3 separate regions of the Hordeum vulgare genome follow, and all the other regions are linked to region 1. The links are chromatin contacts, called in public Hi-C maps. All regions are on one chromosome and are shown on one strand. Each heading gives the region's core, a stretch centred on a gene start, on an enhancer-like site or on the middle of the called end of the contact. The rest is flanking DNA. Distances are from core to core; before and after follow the strand shown.

The links. Hi-C and Micro-C count contacts between places; a contact is called where the count stands out from the background.
Region 2: a Hi-C map of leaf shows a contact between it and region 1, with 3 times the contacts expected there. The contact joins the enhancer-like site here to the promoter of LOC123443739 in region 1. A contact is called at or near these places in 2 of 6 Hi-C or Micro-C datasets (leaf and seedling).
Region 3: a contact with region 1 is called in a Hi-C map of leaf, with 4 times the contacts expected there. The contact joins the enhancer-like site here to the promoter of LOC123443739 in region 1. A contact is called at or near these places in 2 of 6 Hi-C or Micro-C datasets (leaf and seedling).

The regions. Positions count from the first base shown.
Region 1 is chr3H:322,826,414-322,830,577 of MorexV3_pseudomolecules_assembly, forward strand. It overlaps LOC123443739, which reads right to left and starts at 2,285. Exons shown (of 5, transcript XM_045120256.1): 1 at 2,196-2,285; 2 at 1,524-1,700; 3 at 809-949. The coding sequence starts at 1,677.
Region 2 is chr3H:323,068,232-323,072,395 of MorexV3_pseudomolecules_assembly, forward strand. No RefSeq gene overlaps it. Among protein-coding and RNA genes, the nearest start is that of LOC123443739, 240 kb to the left of the region's middle. Within about 2 kb of position 2,485, at least 2 of the 3 cell types and tissues checked have open chromatin away from gene starts, as enhancers often do. A contact at or near this core is called in leaf, where this site is marked.
Region 3 is chr3H:323,005,188-323,009,351 of MorexV3_pseudomolecules_assembly, forward strand. No RefSeq gene overlaps it. Among protein-coding and RNA genes, the nearest start is that of LOC123443739, 180 kb to the left of the region's middle. Within about 2 kb of position 1,859, at least 2 of the 3 cell types and tissues checked have open chromatin away from gene starts, as enhancers often do. A contact at or near this core is called in leaf, where this site is marked.

The DNA.
Region 1 (4,164 bases), core at 1,035-3,534:
TCGCAACTATGAAATGCTCAAATCTAAACTGTAATTTGATGGGTGGGCCGCCAAAACAGTAATCTTTCAAGCAGTCATTAGGATAAAGTTAAACGTAATATTGCGTTGGACGCAAACTGGAAAGATCACTTGTCAACTTAATAAAACTCACACGCCTTAAGCAGGCCTCTACAACGACGCACACAGACATATTTACATATTTATTAAGTTTACAGTATCAAATATCCAGCACTCAAATTTTAGTTTGTTTGATTGTTGCGCAGGTTCAAAAAAACAATACGTATGGTGGGAAAAATCTCACACATGACCTGAATCAACCTACTCTAGGAATTATGGATGGAATTAACTTCTGCAATCACTGCCTGTTACATCACCTTTTTTAATTACTCACATGCCTTGTTGATTTCCTTCTAAGGCCATATCAGAAAAGGATATCTCACCTGCGCACGGACTAGTGACTTTTGCCCATTTTCGTATGTGTTTTATGCTTAAGAAAGCGCAGAGTGAAGCAAACATCTACAGGAGTTTGTTCTCTGTATGTACTCCTACAACGTAAAAAAGAGAGCATGTACTGCCTCCTGAGTGATGTACTACAGTATTTTCTGTATTGCCTAAGCGTCCGTTTCAGTTTATAACTGTTTTGACCTAATTGGAAGATGAAAGTTGAGCTGCGCTATCGAATCATATGTATTCCAGGGTATAGTTTTCCGCGTGAAATGGTCAACCAGAATCGCAAGGAAATTTGCGATATTTGCATGTCCCGGAAATGTTCGTTTCAAGTGACGACCCTGAATTGAATATTATGTACCTAGTTCCTTTGAGCGGCTTGTTTCTGATTGGCCTCCAACGTCCTCCTTCGCTTTCTCAAGAATGCCTGAGCCCTTCTCCAAGATTGCTTCAATGCCGGCGTTCACATCCTCTTGAACCTTTGCTGCCCTGTCTTCAGCGTCTGTAGATGAGGCCCGAAAGGTCAGGGTGGAGGAAATTATTAAGGTTACATATAGCCAACTGTCTGTCAAGACTTGGGACAGCTAATTCGGGAGAAGTGCGCAATGCATTAAAAATTCTGAGAGCTAATATCAAAATTATTAAATTACATCATTTCAACTCTGAAACATTATAGTATGATTAAGTATTGCTGTTGTCCAGCTGTCTTGTTTATGTCAGTGTCAGAATTTTTCTTCTTCTGGTGTAAACGCAAAAGTGTTTTCAGAATAAGTATTTCTGTTTTCTGAACATATCTATTCATCAGAAAATAAGAGGATACATTAGCGATTCTATTTTCATTTGTTTGACTCGCGAGATGTCTTTACTGAACTCACCATGGGATTTGAGCAACCAAAAATACACCTAGTTATGACAAAACTCTACTGCTATCAGTTAAAGTAGTAGTACTTATTATGACAAACAGTATGAAAGGTTCAAGAGCTGAGATGATGAAGAGGTTTTGTTGGAAGCTGGAGGGGCATTCTTGTAAGAGAGCATCCTTTTGCCTCTAAAATGAACGAAACGAAACAACTAACCGTTCTTGGCTGATTTGATGCTTCCTGCAAGGGCACCAAAGCCTCCCTTGGCGCGATCGAAGAAGTCGTTCTTCCCGCGGCTATCTTTGTCCTTCTTGGGCGACGATGCATCGGTGTTTTTCACTTTCTTGGAATTCTTGCGCTGGAAAAACATTTCGTTCTGTGCTTCCTCTTACACTGCAAGAGTTGGTGTAAAAAAGAGCATGTATAAAACAACATACCGCCTGCTGTAGCGTACTCAAGAATGCTAAATGCTACAGCAAGTTGTACTGATCCATTGTTGTTGCTTCGGATCTACTCCCTATGTTCCAAAATAAGTGTGTCAACCTTAGCATAACTTTGCACAGTTGCACTAGTTGTGAATAACTTGTGTCTTAAAAGGTACAAGATGAAGACAGCAATCTCCTTGTAATAGCTAGCTTAGTTTGAATTTGGAAGCAAATCCATGGTTGTCCTGAAGCATTATCTGTATTGCCTCATGTAGCAACCAGGTTCGTTCATGGTTACTGAAAATTGAGGAGGGACCCAAGCAAAATGCGCTGATACTCACAACAAAAAGAAAATGATCCGACCATCTAACCACCTATATAACTCATTAACACCCATCTAATCATTCCAAAAAGCGCTAAAAAAGGAGGAAAAGAAAAGGGAGGACAGCAAGAGATATCTTACCTACTTTGCTGGGTACGATGAGAAAAATGGAGAGGAGTTGCAGCAGAGGAGAAGAGGGACAGGGGATATGCAGAGGAATAAAATGCTCCTCCCTTTATGGCTTCCAGCATTGGAGTCGTTGCTTCAATTCAATCGGATCCGGGCGCCCCAACCCGCAACCGGCAGCTTCGAAGTTTCCTGGCTAAAACTTATGAAACTGGTCATTGCATTTCTTTATCTAGTAAACCAACAACACGAGATCAAAACGCGGTTACTAGTTTATGAGCATGGTTTCTGTGTTGACTTAACCAGCACAAGCATGCTTATCGGCGTGTGACGACCACGTGTAGCGTGTAGGATTTGCAGGTAACAGGAAACTTTAAGTCGAGGCTGAAGTGCTACACAAGGAGTCTCATTAGCCTATCTCGTGCACTCACTTTAGCGTGTACGTACGTCGCAACACAAGGCAGACTTGAAGCAAATAGTTTTGTCCTAGTCTTCGCGGATAGGATACGTACATACTCCCTCCGTTCCTAAATATAAGTCTTTGTAAAGATTTCACTAGTAAACTACATACGGATGTATATAGACATACTTTAGACTATAGATTCACTTATTTTATTCTGTATGTAGACCTTTAATGAAATCTCTTAAAAGACCTATATTTAAAAACGGAGGGAGTAGTTTGGATGCCCATCGCTGTAACGGATCCGAGCTCCAATTTGCGTATTGTTCGACAGGCAGTAGCGTCTGGAAAACCGACACAGATGGATACATGCTTTTATTTGGAGAAAGAAGAAGAGATTAACCGCGGATACGTACGCTACTGATCGGACCAACACGTGTGCATCTGCCGTGTTCTCTCGCGCATTGAAGCGTTCCCTGTGACTGAGGGCATGTGGTTATCAACAACGTATTTGAAGGTCACACTCATCTGGTCGGTCTCGATTGCGTGATCGGATATTTCCCTCCGTTGTGAGACGCACGTACTCCACTCCATTTGTATTCCTGGTGGTTGCCAACTTCCTATAGAATGCATGACTTGACCCTCCGTTTCCTTTATAAAAAAGAATATACTCACTCCCTAAAAGAATATAAAAGCATTTAGATCACTTAGGAAAGGACTACTTAGAAGATACTCCCTCCGTCCCAAAATTCTTGTCTTAACTTTGTCTAAAAATAGATGTATCTAAATATTAAAACTTGACTAGATACATTCATATCTAAACAAATCTAAGACAAGAATTTTAGGACAGAGGGAGTATCAATTATGCCCTACGTCCCTACCTTTGCATCAACATGACTAAAAAACATGGAAGATGCACATAGTTAAATTATTACCGATGAGCCCTGTATAGACCCCGTTCACCTTTCCCCCCCTAACCCTAGGAGTCTAGGGTAGACTCTTTACTCCAAGTTTCACCGACGAGCCCGTGAATTTGCCTACCGTCTGTCCGTCCGTCCGACGGCTGTAGCGAGGAGGAGAATTCTTGTTCATCCGTTTGGTTACTAGTTTAGGCCACGCTATTTCACCCACCATAGATGCAACGCTCAAGTGAATGGTGGTGCTTCTTCTTCAAGTTGTCTTCCGGGCTAGGATCCTTCTCGAGTCCGTTTGTATAGACGTAATTGATGGACCTCCCCGTAGATTCCCGCCACTCAATGTAGAGGTGAGGTTAGGATTTCTTGTCACATTGCGAGATTTGATGTCATGTGCTTCAGATCTGTGCAAAGATTCAATGGCTACAACTGCGGCTCCACGGCGTTGGTCCACGAAGATTTTTCGGTTGTCATCAACAAGGTCAAACCAGCTCCAGTACGGGAGCGGCGACAACTGCGGCTCCACAACGTTGGTCCTGAGGGACACGTGCATGAAGATTTTTTGGTTGCCATCAACAAGGTCAAATCGGCTCCAGTACGGGAGCGGTGACAACTGCGGCTCCATGGCATTTGTTCTTAGGGGGCACATGCATGAAGATTTCTCGGTTGT
Region 2 (4,164 bases), core at 1,235-3,734, 240 kb after region 1:
GTAAACGATTGCAGCAAAAAATGATGCACGTTGTAGCAAAAATTAACACGGTTGTAGCAAAAGTAAAAAACATCAATTGTTAACGAAAAATCCAATGAACTGAAGTTGCAACCAAACGTATATGCAGCTTTTTTACTGGACAAATGTAGCAAAAAAATAACGCTTACAACAAAAAGACGCTGGTTGCAACAATTTAAACGAAAAAATGTTGCATGCCCAGTCAACGAACGCGCGCGGCCGGTTTAACGGTTCGACCGGCGCACCGGCCAGAAATGTTTCCCATTGGAAATCGTCTCGCCGCCACCATCGGTCTGGCCAGTCTCCTAAGCTACATGACCAGGCAATTGATATATGTCAGCATCGATCATCAAAGATCACCGGAAATCCATAGCCTAGCGCGGGCGGTCGCCACTCTCCGTCTCCGGCCAAGAGAAGATAGATCTAATCGGACTAAGGTTATCTAAGGTATTATTATAGACAACGAAAGACTGCCAACTGGATCTTCTATCTCTCCCTAATAATAAAGCAAATAGGGTTTCTGGTCGTCCGTCATGAAAATTACCCCTAAAGTTTGCATAAATTACCCACCATGCCACCGGTAAGTAATAGAAAACGTTTCACAAAGCAAAAAATCATGGACTGGGCCGGCCAATGTAAAAACCTCCTATATTACGCTCTGCATGCTGGAAAAATATCCAGCACACCGTATGGGCCGGCCCATGCACAGGCGTCTGCTTTTAGTTTCTTATTTATTTATTTTCAGTTCTGTTTTATTTTTTTATTTTAAATAATTTAGAACTTCAAATAATCTTTAAAATTAATAAACTGAAAATTATAAATCAGCATATTTAAAAAATAAAATGTTTGTGACTTGAAAAACTGCCCGGAGTTTTGTATAAAATGCTCGCATATTATACAATAAAATGTTGCAATTTTAGAAAAATATTTGTACAATAAGAAAAGTCCATGATTTCAAATACAGTTCCATGTATTCTAATTGAAAATATGTTAATGCATTGAAGAAATGTCCTAAAATTTTAAAAATAGCTAATGCCTATTTTGATAGTTTATTTTTTATTTAAAATTTTCCATTCCATTTTTGTTTATTTCTAATTTAAATAATTTATAATTACATAAACTTTTCCATATTAAAAAATAGGAATTTTGAAAATAAAATGCTGACGAAAACATAATGTCCATGAACTTAATAAATATATTACTGATTTATAACAATGTTCATGTATTTAATAAATATATTACTGATTTATAAAAATGTTTGTTTATTTAGAAAAACTTCATGCGTTTCAAAAAATGTTTGTGAATTTAAAATAAAATCCTCCAACATAAAAAATTATGTTCGCCTTAAACCCGTTCAAAATATAAAAAATATTCACGATTTTTGTAAATGTTTGTAAATAGTAAAAAATGTTCTCGATTTTAAAATTGTTCCCATATTTGTAAAATTGTTCATGAAAGATCTAATGTGTGTAGTTAAATATTAATGCTTCTAAGTCTTTGTGACAATATAACTATGTGAATTTTGAAGAATTAACTGTTGGATGGATCGAATTATTACTGTATATTTTCAATTTTTTTTATTGAAATTCATAATAAATCTTTAAGTTACCAAGAATTTTGACAACCATGATATATATTTTTTGAAAATGTAAAGATTGCTTCAACTTGTGAATAAATTTAACAGAAGAAACATTTTCTTGCGTTTGTGCATAAAATTTCAAAATCAAGCGATGATATGTGAACATAATATGGTCACCATCATTGAAGATTATGTTTTTTTCGTGGCAATGCACGGGCCATTTTGCTAGTTGTACTAATTATAAATTGTTGATCACTAAAAAATTAATTTACGAATGAATAATGATTATTCGAATTATTAACTTATATGTACTCAAAATATAGATATTAGCTTATATCAATTCGCCGTCGGGATCCCTCCTTCATATATATTTTATTTTTTGGGATCCCTCGTTCGTGTATGTTTTAGTTTTTCTGACGTAATATACCTTGTTTAGTTATTAATTAAAAAATAGTTTTTCTATTATATACTGTTATTTTATAACCTTTCTAGAAAGAGATCAACACTAACACACTTGTTTGATGGTTCCGGCAGCAATTTTAAATTTGCACTTAAATTTCAAAATGTAGCTTTATATGCTAGGCAGCGAGCATGAACGGCACATATATAGTTATATTATATATTGATTGTTTTCCTTCTTAGCTCTGCCACACGCCCACATCTAAAAATTATTTCAGTCTCCGCCACTGCCCGCATTATTGGAGTATGGCGCTCGACGGAGAGGTCAAATCGCCGTAAGTACCGAAAGCAACGATACACATCAAAAAGGAAAAAAAGAACTACTGAAAGAAACGGGCGATGCTACTGAAAGGAACGGGCGGTGCCAGATTCAAACGAAACGGCATGGACTGTCCTATCCTAACGTGCCACACGGCACGTCAGACCCACGTACTTTTCTCGTGATCAATCAAACGTGTCAGTCAAGGTTGTATCGCGTAGCGGCAGCGTGGCCAGCTCCAGGCGCAGCGTGACGTTTTCCTTCTTGTTGCATAGGTGGAAGCTTCTGGTGGAGTAGTGGTCGATGGAAAATAATTGGAAGGAATGGGCGGGACATTGCAGCAAACCGTCCCGCTGTGTTCCTGATAATAACGAGATTTACTACAAACTTGTCAGTGCACCCTAATCAGTAATTCTTTTTTCCGACAACATGAGTTTTTGTTAATATTGAATATATAAACAAATTACTATGAGATTTAATCCGAACAAGCAGTAAATAAATCATGACGATAGACACAAAGATTAAATTAATTATGCGAATTAGCATAATAGACGAATATATGAAAAGTCTATAGCAGAGACTAGAAATAAAAAGTTTAGGACGATCTCAAGAAGAGGGGACATAATTGCATACGGTGCAGCGGGAGTCGAACAACCGGTGTTGATGTTGTCGTCCATGTCGTTGAGGAAGAGGTTGCCGAGATTGGGAAGAAGTGTCATTGAGGAAATCGTCGCTACCAGCAGTTGTAAAACATCATCGCCCCTTCCCCGTACAGAATCACGAGAGGCGGGGTTCAGGAGGCTTGCTGTCCCTTCTCACGGTTCACGCCGGAAGGAGGGATAGAGAAGTCTCGGATGGCGGCGCAATGATCTGGAATGGTGCGAAACCATATATTGCATCGTTGGCTAGGGTTGGGAGGGACCTCATGTGTGTGTGTGTCTATATATATATATATATATATATATATATATATGTGTGTGTGTGTGTGTGCGTGCGTGCGTGTGTGTGTGTGTGTGTGTGGGCGCGCGCACGCGCAGAGGTGTCGAGAGATGTGGACTCGACCCACGTCTGAGTCGGTTTCAGCCCACTATCCAATTGTGATAGCCTCGCTTATTAGGGATGATAGATTACTCATATCAATAAAAACTTCCTTCTTTTCCGGGAGTCCATTCGAGCAGAACTCCCAGGTTAAGCATGCTTAGCTTGGAGTAGTTCTAGGTTGGGTGACAGACCGAGAAATTGATCCAGGATGCGCATTAGTGAGGACAAAGTGCGCAGAAAAGACTAGTATTGATATGTGGGGTCAGTCTAGATCCCGCCAGGAGTAACGACCGCCGACGGGTGTGTCCGGGATGTTACACCAATGTCTCAGATCATGGCGCGTCTGCTAAGGACTCTCCATTCCTGAGTGGGAAAAATAAGCTAGGTATGAACTCGTCTCGGCTCAACCCTGCAACCCGCAACGCGTCGTGGTGAGGCAAGCGAGGAGGAGGAATGCGCGATGGCCTCTTCTCTTCCCAGTCCCTTACAAGTGCTAGAAAAGCTCACCTTATAAAAAGGTGTAGCTATCTCCCAACTTATATGGGCCATGAGAATTTCAGATTTTAGATGGGCTTTGGGCCAAAAGGCCTAATAGAAAAAATCCAACAACCCTCACAAAGTCTCATTGCCACACCTCATCTCTTAGTTCCAAAACATTGTTTATATACCGGTTCTTGATAGAGAGTGTTAAGTTGAACTTCAATTTAAAATTTATGCTACACTAGTACACGCCTTGAATAGTGGGCTATGCCTTAAACTACAAGCCTTTTGTAAGACTAGTTTCACATAAATCCTTGATCAATACTGG
Region 3 (4,164 bases), core at 609-3,108, 180 kb after region 1:
CCTATATCCGTTCCGAGACGCCCATCGACCCCAAATCACGAGTTAAGCCACCCCATGGAATCTGTCCCAGAAATACCACGACAAAAAGTTTCCTCAAGTATAAGTATTTTGGTACATCGAAAGTATAAACAAAATCATGAACTATATAACGTTAGCTTTACGAAACACATGGTTACTAGGCCAATCCACTACTAACCCGTTGTATGCAACACAGTCTTGTGTTTCGCTCGGTACATATTCCCCGAGAGCAACTCGTTGGGGAGCACTCCCTCAAAAGCCTCCCAACGATCATTCACATGTGCTGCCATGGCGCGTTCTCAGTCGTTGCCACGTGTCGCACTATGAGCGTTCCATTCGGTCATTTTTTCCGCACGCGTTTTTTGGCTTTTTAGATTGGTTTTATCCGAGTTTTTTGGTGTTCCGTTTTTTCACCGGTCTTTTGTAGCTTTTGGACAAAAAAACAATTTTTTGCACGAAAAAACGCATTTTTTGGATTTTTACGAAAGGCACGGTTTTGCTTTCACTGACGTGCCTCTCAGAAAGGAAAAAACGAGAGGCGATATTTTGCTTCTGTAAGAGGCATGATTTTCCCTTAGCGTGAGGCACGACCGTGCCTCTCGGAAAGAAAAAAAATCTAGGTTTTTTATGAGAGGCACGGGTTCTCTTACGCGAGAGGCACGGTTGCCCTCGCGAAAGGCACGGCCGTGCCTCTCACAAAGAAAAGAACATGTTTTCTACTTTTTTCTACGAGAGACACGGTTTCGCTTCCGCAAGAGGCATGATTTTGCCTTCCCGAGATGCACGAAAACATGGTTTTTTGTGTGTTTTTTCATAAAAAAGATCGTTAAAACCTACCAACATGTGGTCTAGTTTTAAAGATCTCGATGCGAGAAACCCAACGGTAAAAATGGTTCGAGATTTGAATGCACGGTTTAAAGATAAAAAAATTTAAAAATACGAATCTATTAAAAAAAGGGAAAACTCCCACATGTTTCACTTGTCGCAACCTCGAAAGGCAAGAGTGATTTTTAAAAGATATACTCTTTAATTTGTGATTTCTCTATTCCCCGTGCGACACGTGTATGCTCTCTATGTGTTTCAAACCGGCCCAAGGAGTATAGTTCCCGCTTCCAGTTTTTGGAACGTTCTAGAGCATTTCAAGATCTTTTTCTTTTTTCTTTTTTCATGTTCTTTTTATTTAATATCCAATTTTTGTTTCGTTTCGCGAACATTATGACTTAATTGAATTAAAAATGATCAAATACAAAAAAATCATCAAATACAAAAGGTTAATCAAAACTGAAGTAATATTCATCATTGCTTTGAAAACTGTTCACAAATTTCCAATAAAGTCATCAAATTCAAAATTATTCGTATAGTTCAAAACTTGTCCATACGATTCTATATTTGAATATATGAACAATTACTACCAATTCGAGAACGGTTCTATAAGTTGCGAACATGTTGGAGAAATTATGAACATTCTTTTCAATAATAAAAAATTTCTTTATTCGTGATCATTTTTACAATAAAATATTTTTGTCTAATTATTAATATTGTACAAACTCCTTATCATTTTTTCTAGACCCATGGACATTTTTTTTATTCATGAACATTTTTACAAATTCACAGAATGTTTTTACAAATTCACAAATACTTTTAATAAAAAACGTTTTTGCAAATTCGTGGTAATTTTGAAATTACATTTATTTTTAATCCTGGACATTTTTTAATGAAGTGAATGAAACAGAAACAAAAAAATGAAAGAGAAAAAACAGGTGCAGCCGACCCCACGTGGCGAGGCCCAAAGTCGCGCCTCGGCAAGCAATGGGTGTGCGTCGGTTGGGGAAGAGGCCAGGGACTCATCCAGAATAGAGCGGACGTATGGTGTTGGCACTTCACGCCGAATGGTAGGCTGGCCCACATGACAAGTGCTCAAATCGCCCTTGCTCGAGGGCTGCTTGTGGGGTCCCCGTTGACCAGTTGACTATTCAAACCATTAACTTCAAAGATACTAAAACAAAACATTATAAAAATCCTAAAAATTGAGATTTCAAAAAAGCTCATTCAGATTTTTTTAAATCCATCAAATTTAAAAAAAGGTTCACAAAACGTTCATTCATTTGAAATAGAGTTCATTCAATTCGAAAAAAGTCATCAAATTTTTTTTTAATTATTCATTCCGAAAAGTTCAAAAAAAATTTAAAAAGTTCATAGATTTTTAAGAATAGTTCATAGAATTTTTTTTAAAGAAAGTTCATTAAATTTGAAAAAAAATCATGTATTCCAAAAAATTGAATTTGAATAAAATTTCACCAAATTTGGAAAGCACTCTTCAATCTTGGAAAAGTTTCATCCAATTTGAAAAAACTTCATGTAATCTAAAAATAGTTGATGGAATTTGAAAAAGTGTTCATCAAATTTGTAAAAAAATCGTCAATTTTAAAAAGGTTCACCGATTTGAAAGAAGGCGATATTCTTAAATAAAATCACTCATTTAGAAGAACAAAAAAGGAAAGAAAAGGGAAACAAGGAAAAACTGAATAAAACCCTTTGTAAACTAAACCGTAATTTGGGAAAATCTATTTGGGATTCTTGTGGAAGCTTCACAAACCCGGGCTTTCGTGAACATGAAGAAACGAAATAAAATGCAGAAGCAAAATTTCTTTGCGCACTAGAGAGGCGATGTCCCGGTGGTTAGAGAGTTTGAATCTCAATTCACACACATATTTTAACATTTCTAAAAGACAATAGCAAACATAATGGGCTGGCCTAGCTTGGGCAATGTAATGGGTGCCTGGTGCGCCAAATAGATGTGCAGCGGACGTATATATTGAACTAGGACATATGTCTGTGCGTTGTAACGGAAAGAAAAAAATTAGCGTGCATGTACAAACACAAAAACATGCGCTTCGGCACAAAGAAAACTTTCATCCTTTAAAATGACCACCAATGCAGTACGACATCTGAACGATGCCATCGCGAGCAGACACACAAACAAACTGAGGTTTAGAAGAAATGTGGAACCATGATATACTCTGTTTGCAAGGTATTATTATTAGACTGATGGATCACTTAGTATCAACCACACAATAATGATAAAATAAGACTTGGTGTCGATGGCAAGGATGCGAGGTTACACATATTTTCCCCTTATATTGTTCTAGACCGAACAGGTTCAGACTAAAACCTCCCTTCAATAGCCAACAATTATTTTCTATAATGCATGTAGAGACGTCATGCATCTCATGCACACTTCCATCCATCTTTTTTCATGCACAATTCCTTTCATCCTTGCATTCCATAATAATTCCCTAACAATTCCTTTTTATAGTGCATGTAGAGACGTCATGCATCTCATTCCTTTTAATCATCCAATCTCCTTGCATCCCATAATAATCCTCATATCCTTCCATCCTTTCATAACCCACAATTTCCTTTCACAAGGTACGTATGTGAAAGCACATATACTTCCTTGGTGATTTTCATAATTCATGACAACGTACATTGTCGCTTGAACCAACAATTTTACCTAGATGTTTCAGGTTTAGTCCATGAAGTGTTGTGGCTTAAAGTTTATGTGCAGATGCCCCTGGATGCAAGAATGGAATAATATTGGCTCAGACTTCAAGCAAGAAGACTCTTTATTTTATATTTGTGAGAAATCACTTTTGAGTCCATAGAAAAGCCAATACTATTAAAAGGGGGTGAAGTAGTAAAATGAACTCATTGCTCAAATGCTCAAAGTTAGCCACCAAAACACTCAGTCATTTTTTCCACATATCCACTCAGTCAAGTTCCACATATACAAATTCCGTGTAACTAACACTGCCATATCGGAACCATCGAGTTTGAACCTAATACATAACCCTAGCCATTCCCACCAAATCGGTGCAACCGAAACTGCATCGGTGCTACTGAGTTTGGGTGACCAACATTCTGTTGTCGAGATACACAAAAACGGAATTCCCGATTTTGAGTATCGGCGCCACCGAGTTTGGCCATCTGACCGTTAGTCACCTTTTCGGTGCCACCGAGTTCTCTATATCGGTCTCACCGAGATTCAAAAGTTCACACATTTGAGCTAATCGATACCACTGAGTTGTCCACTTCGGTGTCACCGAGTGTGCACTTTTGTGTGTAACAGTTGGATTTTGACTGCTT